Linked DNA regions of Neogale vison: region 1 is linked to region 2. The links are chromatin contacts, called in public Hi-C maps. All regions are on one chromosome and are shown on one strand. The core of a region is the stretch at or near the end of the contact, and the rest is flanking DNA. Distances in the headings are between cores, read along the strand shown. Region 1 holds the start of CDC37 (hsp90 co-chaperone Cdc37). Region 2 holds the start of DNM2 (dynamin-2).

Evidence for each region. Hi-C and Micro-C count contacts between places; a contact is called where the count stands out from the background.
Region 1: a contact with region 2 is called in a Hi-C map of muscle, with 9 times the contacts expected there. The contact joins the promoter of CDC37 here to the promoter of DNM2 in region 2. A contact is called at or near these places in 2 of 3 Hi-C or Micro-C datasets (fibroblasts and muscle).

Annotation. Positions count from the first base shown.
Region 1 is chr6:216,903,379-216,907,380 of ASM_NN_V1, forward strand. CDC37 (hsp90 co-chaperone Cdc37) reads left to right here and starts at 2,430. Exons shown (of 8, transcript XM_044254225.1): 1 at 2,430-2,612. The coding sequence starts at 2,511.
Region 2 is chr6:216,673,204-216,677,552 of ASM_NN_V1, forward strand. It overlaps DNM2 (dynamin-2), which reads right to left and starts at 1,757. Exons shown (of 21, transcript XM_044254200.1): 1 at 1,549-1,757. The coding sequence starts at 1,709. QTRT1 (queuine tRNA-ribosyltransferase catalytic subunit 1) reads right to left here. Exons shown (of 10, transcript XM_044254204.1): 10 at 3,798-4,349.

The sequences.
Region 1 (4,002 bases), core at 1,180-3,679, 230 kb after region 2:
GCTGAATGAAGTAAGGTAGATACCAACCAGAAATCTCCTTCCATCTGGCACACTCTTACCCCCAGACACCCTCTACGCCCTATGAGATTTTAGTCTCTACAGTCTGAATTCACCAGTGGGTTTTTCTCTCTTTACACCTGGATCTTGTTCCTGCACCCGCCTTAGGTACAACCACAGCAAACAGCTGGCTCTTTTTGCTGGTGGCTATAGTCCCAGTCCCTGGCTGCAGTGCTGGGGCACGTAGTTGACGCTTGGAAATATGTGTGAAATGAGCTAGGAAATCAATGACAGAGCAAAGGCAGGCTCACATGCATGACCTCAGGGAATCCTCGCTGTCGCTACCCACTTTGCAGATAAGGAAACTGAAGCTCAGGGAGGCAGAGCTGATGCCACTGGGGTCCCACCGCAGCTAAGTAATGTGTGGCTGTGGGATGCAGCAGAGAAAGCTTGGGTAGCCGCCCACCCCCACCTCACAGGTACCGGAGACTTAGCAGAAGATGCCCTGATGATGGCCAGGTCGGTGCAAAGCAACTCAGAGGGCTCTGTCTCAGCACCCAGCCGGACATGCTGTGCTGGCAGATTAGGAAAGTCTTGGCGCTGATGGGGAAGCTTCCGGCGCCCTGTCCCCAATTTTGGGAGCTCGGGCTCCCAGGATCCCGTTTCACTGGGGCCGGTAAGCTCCCGGTCTCGGAAGCCGGGGAAAGATCTCCGGAAACCCGGGAATCTCCGGCATCTGGGGTCCTCCCCGCACACCCACAGCCCGGAGGCTGCCCTGAAACCCTCAAAGGGCGTACTGGTGGGCCCTGGCTTTCTTGGGGGGCGGAGGAACCCCACAGCGTCCTGGTCCCCTCCCTCCGGGGTGCCAGGTCCCGGTTCCCAACCACAGCTCTCAGCCCGGAAGCTTACCTTGCAGAGGGGCTGGGGAGGGGATGCCCCGCCCTCTCCGGCCTGAGGGGCGGGAGGGGAGAGGGGTGTCCAGACCCTTTGTTTGCTGTTGTGTGTGTGTATGTGTGTGTGCGCGGTTGTGAGACCCGCGGGGGTGTGGGTTCGTGCGCGCGCGTGCCCGGGGCCTTGACGGCCGCGGAGATGCTGGACTGCCTGGGCTGGAGGGGGAGGGGGAGGAGAGGGGGACTTCCCCCGCCCCCGCCCGCCCACTCGCGGGTTTGAAAGATGCAGGAGAGGGAGGGGAGACAGCCGGCGGGCGCTTTTGTCTGGATGGCCCCTCCTCTTCCCTGGACAGGGGAATCCCCCCATCTTGAGAACTTTAATCCATCCCCTCCAGCCCCCTTTCTCCGAACACGCTCTTGGGGGTAGTCTGGGAAAAAGCGCCTCTCACCCGAGGGGTCGGAGCTCCTCCTATCCCACCCGCCCCCACGGAACGCCCTTTAATCGGAGATAATCCTGGCCCTAGGCTGCAACACGGCCTTTTATCCCAGTATCAAAACGAGGACTGGGATGCACGCAAGTGTGCCTCTGGGGTGGCCCAAGCTCGCAGTAATGGAGTCTTTAGAGCCCCGGCCGCGTAAAGGGGCTCGAGACCAAAGAGGAGGGGCTACGAACGATTCTAGAGTACCACCACGAGGAAAGCTTCCATCCGCACCTCCAAGATCCCCTTCCCGTCCCCCGGCAGCGCTGGGCTGGAGCACAGGCCTTTGACTAGACATTAGCGACACCCAGCGGCCACACGGGGAGACGTCACGGACAAGAGCCCGAGATCCCCAGACTGGAGTCGGGTGGCGGGGGATGGGGTGGGGGGTGGAGGTGGGGGTCCGGGTGATTTTAGAGGGGGCGTAGGTGCGTGAATCTCCTCTTAGGAATGGCAGAGGATGGTGACGCGAGGGGGAGGCTGTGACCCGAGCCAGGGAAACACTAGCGCCCAAGGCAGGACCACATCGTCCCCAACATCCGACCCCCCCAAGGGCAGGGCCATATCCCTCCTCCATTTAGACCTTCCCAGGGCAGGGTGCTGTACCCCTAGGATTGGGAAAATGCTCTGATCAGACACCGCTCCCCAGCGTGGGGTTGGGTCCTCTTCTCCGGGTGCCCTGGGAGAGGTCTTCCCGCCCAAGCCCGCCCCTGCAGTATGCTCGGGCTGACGTCACTGCGGCGTGGCTGAAGGGGACAATCCCCGGCTTTAGTCTCGCCACCTGCCCCGCCCCTCGCGGCCGCCGCAAACGCCCACCGGGGGGGCAGCGGGAGATAAGGGGGGCTCGAAGTTAGAACGCCAGCCCGTATCCCTCCAGCAGATGCCCCGCCGAGGTCCCGCGCCCCATTAGGCGGGGTCTTTGCGGGGACTCCCGGGGGCCGGAACACACGCGCCTGACCCTTTAAGGCAAGCCGGGTCGCCACTGCCGCCACCGCGGTTACTAGGGATATAACGTCATGCGCGGGCGGGGAACGTGCGCGCCAGGGCGGAAGCGGAAGGGGCGGGGCTCCGCAGGCCGAGTCTCCAGCGCTGCCGCCGCCAGAGTCAGACCGGGAGCCGGAGCGGGCTGAGCCGCTGAGGCAAGATGGTGGACTATAGCGTGTGGGACCACATAGAGGTGTCTGACGATGAGGACGAGACGCACCCCAACATCGACACGGCCAGCCTCTTCCGCTGGCGGCACCAGGTAGAGTGCGCGCGTCCATCCCCTGCCTCCCTCCCCCTCCCCCCTGCGCTCGGGACTCCGCTCCAGAGTTCTGACCCCTAGTAGTGCCAGGGACCCCGCCATTGACACCTGGGATTCCCAACGCACAGTCTGGACTTTCAGTATCGCTTGGGGTTCCTTAATTCAACTCCAGACCCCAGAACTGCCAGGGCGCCGAGTCCCTACCAGAGATCCCGGGCCTCCCCTCCGGTTTCTGCATGGAACTCCCACTTGACCCCTAGGGAACCTCTCTCCGAGTCTAAACTGCTAAGAGAAGCTTTGGGGGTACTCCTCAGTCCCCTCTGGGACCTTCCACTTACACGCAGAACTCTGCCTCAGAGTCTGGATCCTGATCCTATTCTGGGAGGCATTTCTGATCTTGGATATACCATCTGCCCCTCCCCAAATGCTCAATACTTTGAATTCATTCTGAGATCTTCTTTCCTAGTTCTTGACAAGGATTCCCGATCAGATCCAGAGATCCCGCTCCTCCTCCCAACAGAACAAGGAACTGTGTTCTTCCCCGAGATTTCTGTTCCTGGCTTGGGAGTCCAACCCGTAGCCAGGAGACCCCTTCCCTGGAATGTACACGGGTGCTACCCCAGGACCTTCAGTCTCATTCAGGCCTGGAGTTTTGGAACCCATTTCCCCTCCAGACCAAACTACCGGTTCCACTTGATGGAGCCTTCCTCATGCCAGCCACTCTTAGTGTCGCTTACTGTGGACCCCATTTCCCATTATACCAGGAAACCCTACCCCGCAGGGCTTCCGGCCGGCCTTTCCAGAGCCCCTGCCCCTCCTTGGTTTTGCAGGCCCAGGCACCACCCACCCCCAGCAGTTTCCTGTAGGAGCCTCTGGCAGCCTTGGAATGCCTTATACCAACTCCAGTCCAGCACCCAAACCCACCCGGCCTTCCTCCTGCCCCAGCTCAGTCTGCTGCTCTCACTAGAGAACCACCCAATTTGATTCCAAATATACCACTCCTTCTTTTACCTATTTGCCCCCAAATCCAGATCCCAGAACCCTGTCTGGATGTCCTCCTGCCTCTCTCCCTGCCCAGCAGTGCTCACAGGCCAACAAAACAGCTCTCATAAGTCCTAGTAGTCTAACTTCTTGCTCCCGTAAATCCGAGCTCCTCCACCGACATACTGGTGTATACCCTCACACTGAGGACGAGGGATCTCTCAGAACCTTCCGGTTAGGAATTCCTCACCCCACCCTTGCATAAGGCAACTCCCAGTCAGAACCTCCTAGAACAGCCTTTCCCCATTCCTTGGTGTCTTTTGTTCCTACATCTGGTCTCTAGTCCCATTTCCAGTCCTTACCCTACCGCAGCAGTCTCTAGGGGAGTGTACCTGCCAGGCAAGCCACG
Region 2 (4,349 bases), core at 507-3,006:
AAAGGAGGAAATTCATGCCGCTGAGAGAAAAACTCCGGGCCTCCGGGAAGGCAGGGTGGGGCTGGGCACCCAGCTGGGTTCCAGCGAGCCCTAGCCTGGTGCCCTTGGGCCAAGGATGAGTCTTTACTGAGCCTCCCTGCTCGTGCCTAAACTGGGGATAAGAGAACCTCCACCTAACCCACTGCGGGGTTCAAGATGCTGACAAAAGAACTCAGCCTGGGGCCGGCCACAGGAACATTACCCCTTAACACCGATCACAACCACAGTAATAATAACGATGACTATGATGTTATCATTCAGAAGCCACAAGCACAAATCGAGTCCTTCCCAGAATGGAGAAGTGACAGTCCATCTGGGAGGCAGAAGGGCAAGAAGCGGGGGAAGGGAGAGGAAAGAACCGAACACCCCTGGAGGCCACATGTCCAGCTCTCATTCATCCGCTTCCTGAATCCTGGAAACACCCCACAGAGCGGAGTCTGTCCACTGGACAAATGGGTAAACTGAGGCTTCCCAGGGCTGGCCAAAAGCCTTATCAGGCTCCAACAAGGGCCCCCCAATTTGCAGGCTTTCGCTTGGGAATTAGCCTGTGTTCTGGGGCCCCAGAGCACTGTGACAAGGGCAGGGAAAGAATCCTGCAGAAAGTTCCCCCGCAGGGTCCTACTTCTAACTGACAGGGAAATTCAGGTTCATCCTTCAGTTCCCTGTCCTCTGCCTGCTCCCACCACCCCCTCGCTACTGCAGAGGTGGGGCCAGACAGCCAGGGCTTGCCAGGGCACTGATGGGCAGACTAAGATAACGCCAGACACCTGTACAGACAGACAAAAGGATCCATTCGGGAGAGAAGCCAGCGTTTGCCAGGGACCAGGCTTTGGAGTGAGCCTAGGAGAACCAGACAACCGAGTCCCCGAGGGTCCAGCCAGCCAAGTCAGGCTGCAGAGGCCAGAGTAACCCAACAGAGGCATGGTTAAGTGTTAAAGTCTGCGAGGGGCACGGACCGGCGGCCAGGCAGCACAGGTCACCCCAGACAGCTAGCCAGGCAGCAGGGGCCGCCCTGAGGGACTGGACAGATGGACAGCCAAATGGTGGTGGCAAGGAGTTCTATCCAGGACAGAGAGACAGTCAACCAGACGGCAGGGGCTGCTCCAGATAAATCAACAGCCAGCCAGACCACAGGGGTCGAACCAATAGGTATCTAGCTGGCAGGTTTCGGACAGACAGAGAAGAGGGACCTAACCCTGACCCACTGGCAACCAGATGGTAGAATTCAGCCACGAAAGCTGGGGACCAGAAGAGTCGGCGACGGTCCACCGCACTTCCTGGCCCACGCCCCCCAGTCGGTGAGACGCCCCAAGGGCCTGAGCCGGATCCCCAGACCCTGCAGGAAGCCCTCCGCCCAGGGCGTCCTACAGGGCCCGCCTCCCTGTCCCCGTCCCCGTCGCGGGCACGCAAGCGCCGCAGTTACGCCGGCTGCGCAGGGCGCGCCATTCCCGGTCCGCCCTCCGCGCCCTAGGCCGCCGCCCGCCCGCAGTCGCCGCCGCGCTCGCTCACCGGCCGACGAAGTTCTCGAGCACCGAGCTCTTGCCGGCGCTCTGGCCTCCCACCACGGCGATCTGCGGCAGGTCCAGGTGGCAGCTCTGGCCGATGGAGCTGAAAGCGTCCTGCAGCTTGTTGACCAGGGGGATCAGCTCTTCCATCCCGCGGTTGCCCATGGCGCCGGTGGCCCCGGCCCGAGCGCCCCGCGCTCCCCGCCTGCCCCGGCCCTTAACGACGCGGCCCCGCGGCGTCCGCGGCCGTTGCTCCCCGCCCGCCCGGGCCTCGGCGCGACGCCCGCTCCCGGCTCGGCCTCACAGTAGCCGCCTCATCCGGTTCTCAGAAGACACCCGACCCGAGCGACCTCCCGCCCGGGCCCCGGGGCTGCGCCCAAAGCCCTCACACCGCTCCCGATTAGCCTTTCGCGCTGCCACTCCTACATGCGAGCCAATGAAAGAGAAGTATAGGCCTGTGGTTGAGTGACCCTTCCCCCGAAAGACCTCCCGGTGGGCCCATTGGACTCCAGAACTGTCGCTTTTGCGCAAGAGCCAATAGCGTGGGGGCAGCGAGTTGTCAGGGCCAGGAGGCGGTGTTTCGGAAAATGTAGGAGGAATAGGCTCCGCCTATTGTGGGAGGCACCCTATAAAGGCAAGAACACCCAAGTCTTATTGGCAGGAAGACCCGCCAGTCAACAGTGCCGACCAATGACGTTAGGGATCGATTCATCGACTCTGGTTTGTCACTTGACACTACCTAGTTCCCTAAGAATTCCCCATTGGTTTATATAAATATCACTCCATTCCTCCAGCCAACAAAGCCAAAGAGGACGGGCTTTGACCTCCGAATCCTGACTTTGATCGAGAACTTCTCTGTCAATCAAAGAATCTCCCGTTCTTGTGATTGTTGTAAGTCTGTTAGAGAGTCTTCTGGAGTAAAGACCAAGGCGCACCATACTCGCCGAAGGGCGACACCTCGTGGTCGGACCCGGTAGTGAGAGTCACTTCTGAGTTTCCGGCCTCTGGAGAAAACTACAAGTCCTAGAATGCACCTCGGCCCGAGGTTGCAAACCAGCATTTCGCGCCGGGTTTCAAAGCGCTTTGAAGGGCAGTGCTGGGTTAGTAGTTCCTGGGGAGAAGCGGTTTAGCACTGCGTTGGCTCTCAATTTCATTCCTGTAAAGTCCCACCTCCACGCTTTTGCAAATGCTATGCCCTTTCCTAGGATTACCTTCCGCTCACGCCCCGACTTGATTCCGCTACCGCCTGTAACGTTGTTCCCCTGCCTCTTCAACTTGAGCGTTTCGTGACCTTTTCGAGTACCCAATGAAACTCAACGGATCCTCTCCCCCAAGTAAAGATATTATTTTGCAGTCGGTGTTGGGGGTTCTGGGAACTAGAAATCTTGACCTCATGGGGAAAAAAGCCAGGGATAGGTGGAAGTATTTTATAAAGTGATCTGATTCCCCTGGGCATAGATTGGCCAGAGAGAAGCCCAATAAGGAGTCAGATGAAACGGAGATAGGGAATGGGGCCGATGAGGCAGTAACAGGGGAATGGCAGTAGCCAATGGTATATGCCTGCTCCACGACCTAAAACCCGGGTCCCAGAGAGATGGGCAAAAAGTCAACCGACAAGGCTTCGCACTGCAGCCTTGACCGCAGTGACAGAAGCCTGGAAACACCCTACATCCCCTTCGCTGAGCTCGTTAAATAAATACTGTGCAACAGCTTTAAGACAGGAAGTCTTCCTGTTCTGACGTGTAAACAACTTGAAATATACTCAGAGGGAAAAGAGAAAGGTACAGAACTGCACACAAAGGGCGCCCACATTCTTGAAAAATATATATACATGGAAAATCTCGGGGAGAATACACAAACCGATCAAATAGTTTCATTTTTATGCTATTAGAATACTGGATCCTACACATTGTACACAGGATTACTTTTTCAATATAAAAACCCATTATCTTCTCTTCTAAGAGCACCAGCTCTGTAATTGGCCCCATCTAGGTTAGATCATGTGCCTATTTTTTTTGCTCACTTCATTCCTCTGAACCTGTCTCCTCATCTGTAACACAGGGACTGCAGCTACAAACGCCTTACAAAGTTGCAAGAATTAAACACACAAGGCAACTACTTAGAACAGTACTAGGGGGGTGCCTGGGTGGCTCAGTGGGTTAAGCCTCTCCCCTTTACTCAGGTCATAGTCTCAGAGTCCTGGGATTGAGCCCCACATTGGGCATCTGCTCAGCGGGGAGCCTGCTTCCCTGACTCCATGTGCCTCTCTGCCTACTTGTGATCTCTGTCAAATAAATAAATAAAATCTTAAAAAGAAAACAACAACAGCGTAAGCATCTGCTAGATCACACCTACTGTCACCATCACTGTGTTTACTGACAGCAAAATTAAGCCATGCGTCAAGAGTCAAGGCTCAGAGCAGGAGCTCCAGAGCCAGGGGCTTCCTCTCAGTGGTGACCGTGGACAAGCTACTTTCCCTCTCTGCCTATTTCCTCACCTGTGGAAAGTTGGGGAATAAGTACCCACCCTCAGGCTGGCTGGGGGGCCTGAGCCACAGGAAAAAGGACGCATCTCCCGTGCTGGGGTACGTCCTACATGCCAGGCTGCGCCAGGTGGTTTCCAGAGAACAGCTGCTGCCAAGGTCACTTATTATTATTATCAATGGGGGGAGCAGGGGTGGGGGGGGCGTGGAACTGGACACAACATGGGAATGACACATTGGCCACAGGGACACTCAGAAGAAGAGGACCAAGACAGGCCACCTTCCCGAGAAGGCACAGATAACACTCTAAATTAGAATAATAA